Linked DNA regions of Sus scrofa: region 1 is linked to region 2. The links are chromatin contacts, called in public Hi-C maps. All regions are on one chromosome and are shown on one strand. The core of a region is the stretch at or near the end of the contact, and the rest is flanking DNA. Distances in the headings are between cores, read along the strand shown. Region 1 holds the start of PHF20 (PHD finger protein 20). Region 2 holds the start of RBM12 (RNA-binding protein 12).

What was found. Hi-C and Micro-C count contacts between places; a contact is called where the count stands out from the background.
Region 1: a contact with region 2 is called in a Hi-C map of liver, with 6 times the contacts expected there. The contact joins the promoter of PHF20 here to the promoter of RBM12 in region 2. A contact is called at or near these places in 2 of 47 Hi-C or Micro-C datasets (epiblast stem cells and liver) and 1 of 2 datasets of contacts at active chromatin or transcription factors (alveolar macrophages).

What each region holds. Positions count from the first base shown.
Region 1 is chr17:39,090,588-39,095,789 of Sscrofa11.1, reverse strand. It overlaps PHF20 (PHD finger protein 20), which reads right to left and starts at 2,994. Exons shown (of 18, transcript XM_021078131.1): 1 at 2,862-2,994.
Region 2 is chr17:38,996,028-39,001,478 of Sscrofa11.1, reverse strand. It overlaps RBM12 (RNA-binding protein 12), which reads left to right and starts at 4,175. Exons shown (of 3, transcript XM_005672896.3): 1 at 4,175-4,269. CPNE1 (copine 1) reads left to right here and starts at 4,290. Exons shown (of 16, transcript NM_001143703.1): 1 at 4,290-4,387. It overlaps NFS1 (NFS1, cysteine desulfurase), which reads left to right. Exons shown (of 13, transcript NM_001136510.1): 13 at 93-820. The coding sequence ends at 156.

The DNA of each region.
Region 1 (5,202 bases), core at 1,745-4,244, 95 kb before region 2:
GAAATTTTTTAAAAATCAGATATTTAGGTCCCACCCTAAACCTACTGGATTAGAATCACATTTTACCAAGACTTCACATTCAAGTTTGAGAAGCACTGGTGCAGAACACTTTAAGGGTGGGACTATATATAGTAGAACACAGATAGAATACCAAATAGGCAAATAAGAGACAAAGTACCTGTTTGCTTTCTGTAAACCATATTTTATTAGGTACTGCCCAGACCTCCAACTTTTTTTAATGAATTTGTACTTACTGGTGACCATATGATCTAAATGTGGGATCTATTTTCACTTCCTGAAGTATCACAGATCTAGGGTTTTCACACACATGAAATATAAATCAACTTCGTTGTTTTGAAAATACAACGATTAATTTTATTCAAGTTCCAACACTGAGTTCAGAGCACTTCTCCACAAGCCTCAATAACTCCTACAGGTTCCTGGGAGTATCATTAAATCTCCCAGCATCCCTAAGAAGCAGGTGCTTGGCAAACATCCAATCCTCAAATGAGATTCAGAAGGACATGGTCCTGAAAATGCAGTATTTTCCTGACTTATCCTGCCAGGGTAGCTTCTCAGCCTCAAACTCTCTCCCCCACTGAGGCCTCATACAGCTGCACACTCAAGTACTTCCCAAAAAGGAGAAAGGTCAGAGGTGTCATTATCCCATAAGCACTTGAGATTCCAGCTGCGGAGAAATTAATCTGGTTAGGGTTCTGGCTGAGAAGCCCTGAGTAAAATCTGGAAAGACAGAGGGAAACACAAAAGAAAAGAACCTAGTGAGAGGCTTTTAAGAGAAAAGGGGTCTCAGACATTTGCAGATTTTAAGGTGGGGGTTAGGAGAAAGGCTAGGCAGCTAAGTGAGAGGATTACAAGGAGAGATAAATATTCATGCCCCCCACCTGTACCCCAGGAACAAGAAAAAAAGAGTGACCAGGAAATTCCTCCAAATTACCTCTTCTCCTGATAAAAGAAAGGAAGGAACCCAATGTAGGGAAGACGTTTATGAGCTGAAAGCAAAACTAAAGAATCTCGAGGGTTTTTTTCCTTTTGTTTTTTTTCCCCAATGAAGGGAAACGAAGCAAAGGAGAAAATAGTGCCCATCTAATCAGACTCTTATAGGAAGCAAACCACCAGGAAGATTAAGAACCCTGTGAATAATCAGAGAAATGCAAGGGAATTCCTTTCTGTTTAAATCCAGCCCTGGGGAGTCAGGCAGTCCTGGACTTGAGGCCACTTCCAGAGCAAGGGGAAGAAAGGGGAAAATCTGTAGAGCTACCAGCAAGCAGAACAGTTTCCAAAGGAAGAAAGAAACCAGAAAAAAAATGCCCCAGGGATAGGGCAAGCCAAAAGGAAAGAGTTCCTGTTAGCAGAAAGATAAGAGAGAAGACACAAGAAAGAAAATGTGCGGGGGGGGGGGGGGGGGGGGCGGGGAATTTAGAGGTATGAACATAGGAAGTGTGCTCAGAAAAAAAGGCCACAGAAGCATAGAAAGTGTAGGGCTGAAAAAACATATACATTCACCAAAGGAAGGAAGAGGAAATAGGTGCACTGACCAGAGAGACCAACTAAAGGGAAACGTGGTTCCAAAGAGGGAAGAAAACTGAGGACAGAAAATATCTTGGATGGCAGAAAAGCTTAAGAACCACAAACCATCCCCTGGAAATAAGAGGACTCAGAAAAAAGGTGTGCCCTCTGGATATAATAAGCATCAGAAAGGTGCCTACATCCTGCATAACCGAAGGAGTGCATGCTGTACATTTGGGGGGCACTAGAACCAAGCACACTTTAACGTAAGAAAGTAAGTCTCCCCCAGGAAATAAGGTGGTCTGATTTGGAGGACTCATGAAAAAGGATGCAACTCCAAGAAGAGAGTGACTGAAAAAAAAAAAAAAACACTGAATTCTCTTGTATAAATACAAATATGTATTCCCAAACTTCAGGATTTGAATCTCATTTTCGAGACTGGTAATGAAGTGCACGCCCAGATTTGAAGGGTTAGGAGAGGAAGCAGCCCCTACAATGAAGAAATTCTGGAAAGCACGTTACCAGATTTTGGGCCTAGAAAAGGAGATTCTTCCTTGGATTTATGGGAACATAAGTACTCCCAAAACTCTGGTTCCTGGGCTCCAGATTTTAGACTCGCTAATGGGATGAACCCCCAAATTTGAAAGGAAATGCTTATTCAACTGGAGGCTCGAAATGGGAGTGCCCTCCCAGACTGAGGGGGTCGTGGGTCAGGAGGTACATCCTCAGTTGAGGAGGCTCTACAAATTAAGATAAAACTCCATGGCTAGAGCTTAAGAAAGGGGATGCACCGACCACATTTTGCAAAACTATAGAGAAAGGGGACACTCCCATAGTCAAGGGCTTGGAGAAGGGGTGTGCTCCCCAGAATACGATAAAAGAGTCAAGAAAAGAAAACGCGTTCCCGAAGCACAAGGAAACAGCAGGGGTTGGTGGTGGAGCCCTCCGGGGCCACAGAGCTGAGGATCCAGCCCTAGCGCTTACCCCCCACCCCCAACACGGCCCGCTCCGCGCCCGGGGCCCGCACCCCGCGGCTCAGCCCCCTCGGGCGGCGCTGATTGGTCGCAGCCACTGTCACTCTCGCGGGCAGCCCTGGGGATTGGGTGCCGCTCGCACGCCCGCCACGCTCTCGACAGCGGTCCCTGGGCCTCCCTCCAGGCTGGGCAAGCTGGGCCAGGCGGGGAGCGGGGCCGGGCAGGGGACCGGAGCAGCGGTGGCGTCCGTCACCGTCCCTGCCCGCACGGCGCGCGCAAGCGCGCGCGCGCGGCGCGGGCCCGACCCGACCCGGCCCCAGCCAGCCGGCTTCGCCTCGCCGCGCCTCGCCGCGAGCTCACCTCACAGCCCCGCTCCGGCTGCGCCGCTCCAGGACCAACCGACAGAAGGGCTCTGCGTGCTGCGCACCACGTGACCCCCGGGACGCGCCCAGCGTATCCCCCGCCCCCCACACACACGCACCATCGCCACCACCGAGTGACGCAGCGCCTCAACTGCCCCGCCCTTGGCCCCGCCCCGTCCCTATCACCGTGGCGACGGCCCTGGCGGGTCACACCCACGGCCCTGACGCGCGGGAACTGGCCTGCGCCCGGATCCGAAGCACGAAGTACCGATTCGCCTGTTAATTTTGCCTCCTAAATGCATCTCGAAGCCTCCTACTTCTCTCCATCCCGCTGCCAACATTCCACTCTAGTCCACCTTAAACTCTCTTCTGGATGGTGGTTATTATCTTCTCCATCTCCTTACTCTTACCCCTTCCAATCCATTCTTCACACTCAGCTGGAGCTTTTCAAAACGCAGCTATAGTCACAGCCATCCCCTGCTCAAAACTCATTACTCACTGTTCTTCAGATTAAGATCTAAATCATCATTGTATTCTATCAGGCTTTTCAGAGTCTGTGCCTAATGTGCCTCTCTCGCATTCTCACACATTCAGATCTTAGCATCCTTCAGGTCCCCAAACAAGCCAGGTTCGTTCCTGCCTCAGGGTTTTTGCCCTCATCTCTCCTCCACTTTACCTCATTAACTTCTTGGAAAGGATTCCAATAGCTGGTGTGGAGACGAGCTGTATTCTGCCTCAAAGGATTAAGGAGGAAGCCTCAGAAGGGTCTGAGATGCTTTCCCAATGAGACTTGGGAAGTCCTAAAGAGAAATGCTAAACATTTGTTTTTTTTTAGAAAGGCAACAACGACTTTATTTTATATTGGAAAAACTGGGTCGCTAGATTGCACTTCTTAAAATGTAAATGTAATCATGTCACTCCCCCTGCTTAAAACAACCAATCTCTCCTTCAAATACTCTCCTCCCTGCTAACCCTTTGGCCACAATGACCTGCTGTCCATTTTTTTGGTTCCATTCTCTTTCCAGGTGCTAGGCCATTGACGAGGCTGTTGCTTTTGGCAAATCTGACTCTTTAAAGATCTGTTTGTCATCTTCTCAGTGAAGTCTTCTTTTTTTTTTTTTCTGTTTTTCTATTGTTATAACTATTCCAGTGAGTGTGAAGTGGTAGCACATTATGGTTTTAATTCACATTTTTTTTCTTTTTTAAAATGTATTAATTAAAGAGTAGTTGATTTACAATATTGTATTAATTTCCACTGTACAGCAAAGTGACTCAGTGATACGCATATATAGTTTTTTTTTTTTTTTTGACCAAAACTGCTGGCATGTGGGGGTTCCCAGCCAGGGATCTAACCTCTGCCACAGCTGCAACCTGTGCCACAGCTGCAGCAATGCGGATCCTTAACCTGCTGCACCACCTCCCATACATTCTCCTATACCTTCTATTATATTCTTTCCCATATTGTTTACCATGGGATATTGAATATAGTTCCCTGTGCTATACAATAGGACTTTGTTGTTTATCCATTCTATACATAATAATGCATCTGCTAACCCCAGACTCTCCTGCCATCCCTCTCTCTTGGCAACTACCATCTGTTCTCTATGTCTGTGAGGCTTTCTTTTTTGTAGATAACTTCATTTGTGTCTTTTTTTTTTTTTTTTTTGCTTCTTAGGGCCACACCCACGGCATATGGAAGTTCCCAGGCTAGGGGTCAAATCAACTGCAGCTGCCAGCCTACACCACAGCCAAAGCACCAGGGGATCCAAGCTGGGTCTTCGACCTATACTGCAGCTCATGGCAACACCGGATCCCTGACCCACTGAGCAAAGCCAGGGATCAAACCCACATCCTTATGGATACTAGTCGGATTCATTTCAGCTGCACTGCAACAGGAACTCCTATGTCATATTTTAGATTCCACATTTCGGCAATATCATATAATATTTGTCCTTCTCTTTTCGACTTACTTCACTTAGTATGATAATCTCTAGGTCCATCCATGTTGCTGCAAATGGCATTATTTCATTCTCTCTTTTTTTTTTATCTTTTTAGGGCTGCACCCGCGGCATATGGAGGTTCCCAGGCTAGGGGTCCAATTGGAGCTGCAGTCACTGGCCTATGCCACAGCCACAGCAACACCGGATCCTTGACCCACTAAGCAAGGCCAGGAATCGAATCTGAAACCTCATGGTTCCTAGTCAGATTCGTTTCTGCTGTGCCACGATGGGAACTCCTATTTCAGTGGCTTTTTTATGGCTGAGTAGTATTCCATTGTATATATGTACCACACCTTTATCCATTCATCTGTTGATGCACATAGGTTGTTTCCATGTCTT
Region 2 (5,451 bases), core at 2,926-5,425:
CAGATACAGGCAAGTCAGGGCTCATGGTCTAGGAGCCAGTTCTGGCTGCTTCCTAAACCTTCACTCATCAAAATACCTATTCTCTTTGGCAGCCCTCTCTGGGAGATGGTGCAGGATGGCATTGACCTCAAGAGCATCAAGTGGACCCAACACTAGAAGAATGGGCCTTTGACTTTGTGTTGGCCTGGCTCCTCCTGCCTCACCAACCCATGCACAGCCAGGCACTTTGTTACACCCAGTGGGTGCTCCATGTTCAAACCAGAATTGATATAGTTCTGTTGACTTCAGCATTGGCCTGCCTCCGAGACAAACACATGAAAACTCTCCGGCTTCAGCTCCCTTGGTGGGGAACACTCCCCATTTCTTTTCAGGAGTCCTTCTCTGGTCTTATAGTGAGTAGATGTTTTCATCCTGAAACAAGAGGGATATATGCTATGATATTGCTGCTGGACATGTCCATATCCTTGTTGGGGCGAGCCAGAGGAACTGGAATAAGACTCTTTGTTCAGGGACCCTGACGCTGTACATGGACATTTGACTTGTTGCTTACCACTGCTTAGAGAGACTGATTCATTCAGAAACAAGTATAATCAACTATGATTTAATCTTCTTGTGGCTCCAAAGGCTACCTCTTCATTTTGACTGTAGACTGAACAGCAAGTTTCTTAGAAGGCTTGTTTCCTTTGTGTCCTTGTCCTCCTTTCCTTTGACCTAACAGAGTTAGAAATATGTACATGACTCTACTTATTATTCTAGTAATTTATGTTTCTGTAAAAGAGTTGTTAATTTGCATATTGAGAAATAAAATCACCTTCCTCTATTTATTCTGTGACTTCATGAGAGGCTCAGGGAGAATTCCAAGCTGTACTGGGGAATTGTGGAGCAGAATACCACTCCACTTGATTTCCATAGGTGAGTCGGCTTGCCTCTCTCTTCATTCAGCTATTTCGGTGCCTATCAGATACCTGACATTATTCTGAATATTAGGGATACACTGGTTAACAGGACCAAAAAAGACCCTCATTGAGCTTTCATTCTAGTAGAGAGACAATAAGAATTAAACAAATAAGGCTATTATAGATTGTGATGAGTGCTAAGGCAGAAATAAAATTGTTAAGAGGAAGTAAGAGGGAGAGAACATACTATGCTGGGTGTACTAGGAAAGCTTTCTTGAAGAGGTGTTGGAGTTACGTTGTGGCCCAGTGGAAGCGAACCTAACTAGTATCCATGAGGATGCAGGTTCAATCCCTGGCCTTGCTCTATGGCTTAAGGATCTGGTGTTGCTGCAGCCTGTGATGTACATTGCAGACGAGGCTCAGATCTGGCATTGCTGTGGCTATAGCACAGGCTGGCAGAGGTGTTAATTAAGCAAAAACATGATTTCTTTTTTTTTTTGCCATTTTTTTGGCCCACTCCCATGGCAAATGGAGGATCCCAGGCTAGGGGTCTAATTGGAGCTGTAGCCACAGGCCTACACCAGAGCCACAGCAACGTGGGACCCCAGCCGAGTCTGCAACCTACACCACAGCTCAGCAACGCCGGATCCTTAACCCACTGAGCAAGGCCAGGGATCAAACCTGCAACCTCATAGTTCCCAGTTGGATTCGTTAACCACTGAGCCACGACAGTAACTCCAAAACATGATTTCTAGCCCTTAAAAGTGCTAAGGATGAGTGAGAAATGAGAAGGAATGGCAAGAACAAAGGTCATGAGGCATTAAAAATCATGATATGTTTGAGAAACTGAGAAACAAATAGAGGGCTGAAACAGCCAGAGTAGATTTTTTTCCAGTTGTGTCTGAAACCTTAGGTAGGAAATTACCAACAATAAAAAGATTGAAAGAAAAAAATTTACAGTACATGAAACATTTTAAGTATTTTATTTTGGTTATATATTTGAATGTTATCCTTTCAAAAATTTTATTTTTTTTTAAATTTTATTTTATTTTGGCTATGCCTTCAGCATGTGGAAGTTCTTGGGCCAGGCATCAAACCTGAGCCATAGCAGCAACCTGAGCCACTACAGTGACAATACCAGGTCCTTAACCTGCTGTGCCACAAAAGAACTTCCTTATATATATTTTTTGTTGTGTTGTGTTTTGTTTTGTTTTCCTTTCTTGGCTGCACCTGATGGAAATTCCTCAGGCCAGGGATCGAAGCTGAGCTGCATCTGTGACCTATGCCACAGCTGGGGCCATGCTGGATCTTTAACCCACTGTGCTGGTTGGGGATCAAACTGGCAACACCACAGAGAGGAGCCAGATCATTGACTCACTGTTTCACAATGGGAACTCCTGATTATATATTTTACTGTATATACAGGTTGCAAATGTATTTCTCAGGTGAGTGATTGTCAAAAAAATTTTTGAAAGCCACTAGGCTAAAGTAGGGTGAATATAGATGGACAAGGGAGGAAAGAGATGGAACTACAGTAGATGCTTCAATAGATTTTTTTCTTTTTTGGCTGCACCACAACATATGGAGTTCCTGGGCCAGGGATCAGATCTGAGCCACAGTTGTGACCTACAATCCTGGCACTGCAGAGACACCGCCAATCCTATTGTGCCACAGTGGGAACTTCTCAATAAAATTTCTACTTTTGAATAATTTCAGGTTTAGAGAAAGATAGTACAGAGTTGCATATCCATCAGTTAATTTCCTCTAATTTTAACATCTTCCGTAAAACTGGGATTGTCAAAACCAAGAGATTAACATCTGGCCCTTAATGTTAACTAAATTTCAGATTTTATTTAGATTCCACCAGTTTTCTAACTAATGCCCTTTTTCTGCTCCAGGATCCAATCCTAGATACCACATTGTATTTAGCAGGTTTTGTTTTTAATACATTATACTATAGCTGCAAAAATATATATAAGAAAGTATAGATTTTGTTTAAAAGTATGGCCTGGTTTTTTCAAGTCATACTGGTCTAGCACCAGGCTACTCTGCCACATAGATCTTTCCCAGATTTGTTGGGAGTTTTATGAATTTAGTCCCTGATTTTAAGTCAATTGATTCCTCACTTTCTGATTTGAGAGATTAGTTCAATTATGGTAACATTAATCAAAAAATGGGGTATTGGCAGGGGGAGTGGTGTCTGGGGGGCTAGGACCAGAGCAACAGGAGAATAATTTTTTCTATAATAAAATAATATTTGGAGTTCCCCGGTGGCCTAGCAGTTAAGGATTCTGTGTTGTCACTGCTGTGGCTCAGGTCACTGCAGTGATGCAGTTTCCATCCCTGGCTGTAGACTGCCTGCATGCTGTAGGCAAGGCCAAAAGTAAGTTATAGTAATAATACTGAAGTGCAGCTATGGAGGGATTAATGACAACTGGGTAAAAAAAATGTAAAGCTCCCTGGATATGGAGGTTCCCAGTCTAGGGGTCTAACTGGAGCTGTAGCTGCCGGCCTACACCACAGCCACAGCAACGCCAGATCCGAGCAGCGTCTGCGACCCACACCACAACTCATGGCAACGTTGGATCCTTAACCCACTGAGCGAGTCCAGGGATCAAACCCTCAACCTCATGGTTCCTGGTCGGATTGTTTCTGCTGCGCCACCACAGGAACGCCTGGATTGAATCTTTTTTTTTTGTCCTTTTTGCCTTTATAGGTCCTCACTCGCGGCATATGGAGGTTCCCAGGCTAGGGGTCTAATCGGAGCTGTTGCTGCCGGCCTATGCCAGAGCCACAGCAACGCAGGATCTGAGCTGCGTCCGCAACCTACACCACAGCTCACAGCAATGCTAGATCCTTAACCTACTAAGCGAGGCCAGGGATCATACCCTCAACCTCATGGTTCCTAGTCGGATTCGTTTTCCGCTGCACCACGATGGGAACTCCAGGACTGAAAATTTTTGATGGGGAAAAAAAAAAGAATTAGGTTTTGGTCCATTTGTCAGGGCATCATCAATAGAACTAGATACCGCTGTGTGGTCCATTTAATCCTCAAAACAATTCTGGGAGGTAGGCAGTATTTCCCTCAGGCAGAGGCTCTAAGAAGTGAAGCAACTGCACAAAACCTGGAGTCACATACTGCGATCCTACCGTGAAGCTTCACTCCTCTAAGGCGGGGCTAGTGCGCCTAAGTCGCAGGCACTGAACTCAACGCTCCGCTCGCCACAGACGTTGGCGACTTCCGGGAACTCGCTGGAAAACCTAAGCGCGTCTGCGTCGCTCCGCCCCTTTACGTCAACCACGCTGTCCCGCCTTTTCTGGAACGCGGAGATGTTGAGCGGGCCGGCGGCCATCTTGTGAAGCGGCGAAGGAGGTGGTGGCTGCTTTGGGCTCCGGGAAGCCGTTCTGGCTGGGGCTGTCGACCGCGGGGCGGAGGCACTCGCGCGGGGGGTAACTCGGGTCTGGGTTCGGGTGCCGCGCAGTTCTCCCCGGTAAGACTCCCGCAGCCCCGGAACGGGCGGGGCTGTGCGGGGCTCGAGCCGCCCCTTGGTGGCCCGGGGCGGGGCCTTCGGAGGCCTCGGAGCCCGCCGCAGCGAACGCCCCACACAAAAGGGTTGGGGCATGGCTGCGGGGGGTCTGGGGCGCCTCTTGCGCCACTCGGGCCTGAGAGGATGCAGGAAAGACAAAAGAGTATAGGTCTGCTTGCCGAAGAGGGGATGAGGCATTAGCCAGGACCGTCCCGTGGACTGAAAGGGAGGCGTCCAGAGCTGGGTGGCTTGGCGGCCTGCGAACCAACGGGAACTGCAGTGAAAACACACTACATCCCGAATCAACCAGAATCTCTATGCCCCAACATGGGGGCAGAAATTATAACTGCCCCGAAGTGAGGAGATAATCGTATTGAGGACACTCCCTCCACCGGAAGTGGAAAGGATGCCCTTGCGGCCTCTCAGAAAAAGAGGACTGCAATTAGAACACATTTGTGGGGAAGGAGCTGTAGTACGTGCCCTCCCGCGAGTTTGGAAAGGAAGTCCGGACTAGCTGCCTTCTTGGTCTGAAGGTGGAGGGGTTTTGTCGAGAAACGCTTCCGAGGCCCAGCTTTGGGGCGGAGCTTACCTTCGGGGTGTCCGCAGTTTGAGAAACCAGCCCCGGCATTGTGGGGGTCTCCGAAGATGGTAGTGATGTGTCAGCCCCTTGGTCCCGAAGTAGGGAAGTTGCTGCTAAGTGCACCACCTTTATTTGTCCCTCGGGAGGGAGTGGGCGATTTTGATGGAGCGTGAGTTGAGTTTATTGAAGGCTGGAGGTGCTTGTTTGCAGCCATGTGAACTGGGTGGGAGGGGCTTTGAGAAGCTACAGGTTATTGACCGGGATGGACACTAGTGCAGGAGATTGAGCTGCCAGATTGTTAAATGCATGGACTTTATGGGTGCTTCCAGAGTGTGCGTTATAGTGAAAAATCTCAGGAGCTCCGGTGAGTTATTCTGGGTTATTCAGTATTAAATGTGCCGAGAGTTGTATACTAAGAATTGCAGGCTCCGAAAGAGAGGTTTCTGGA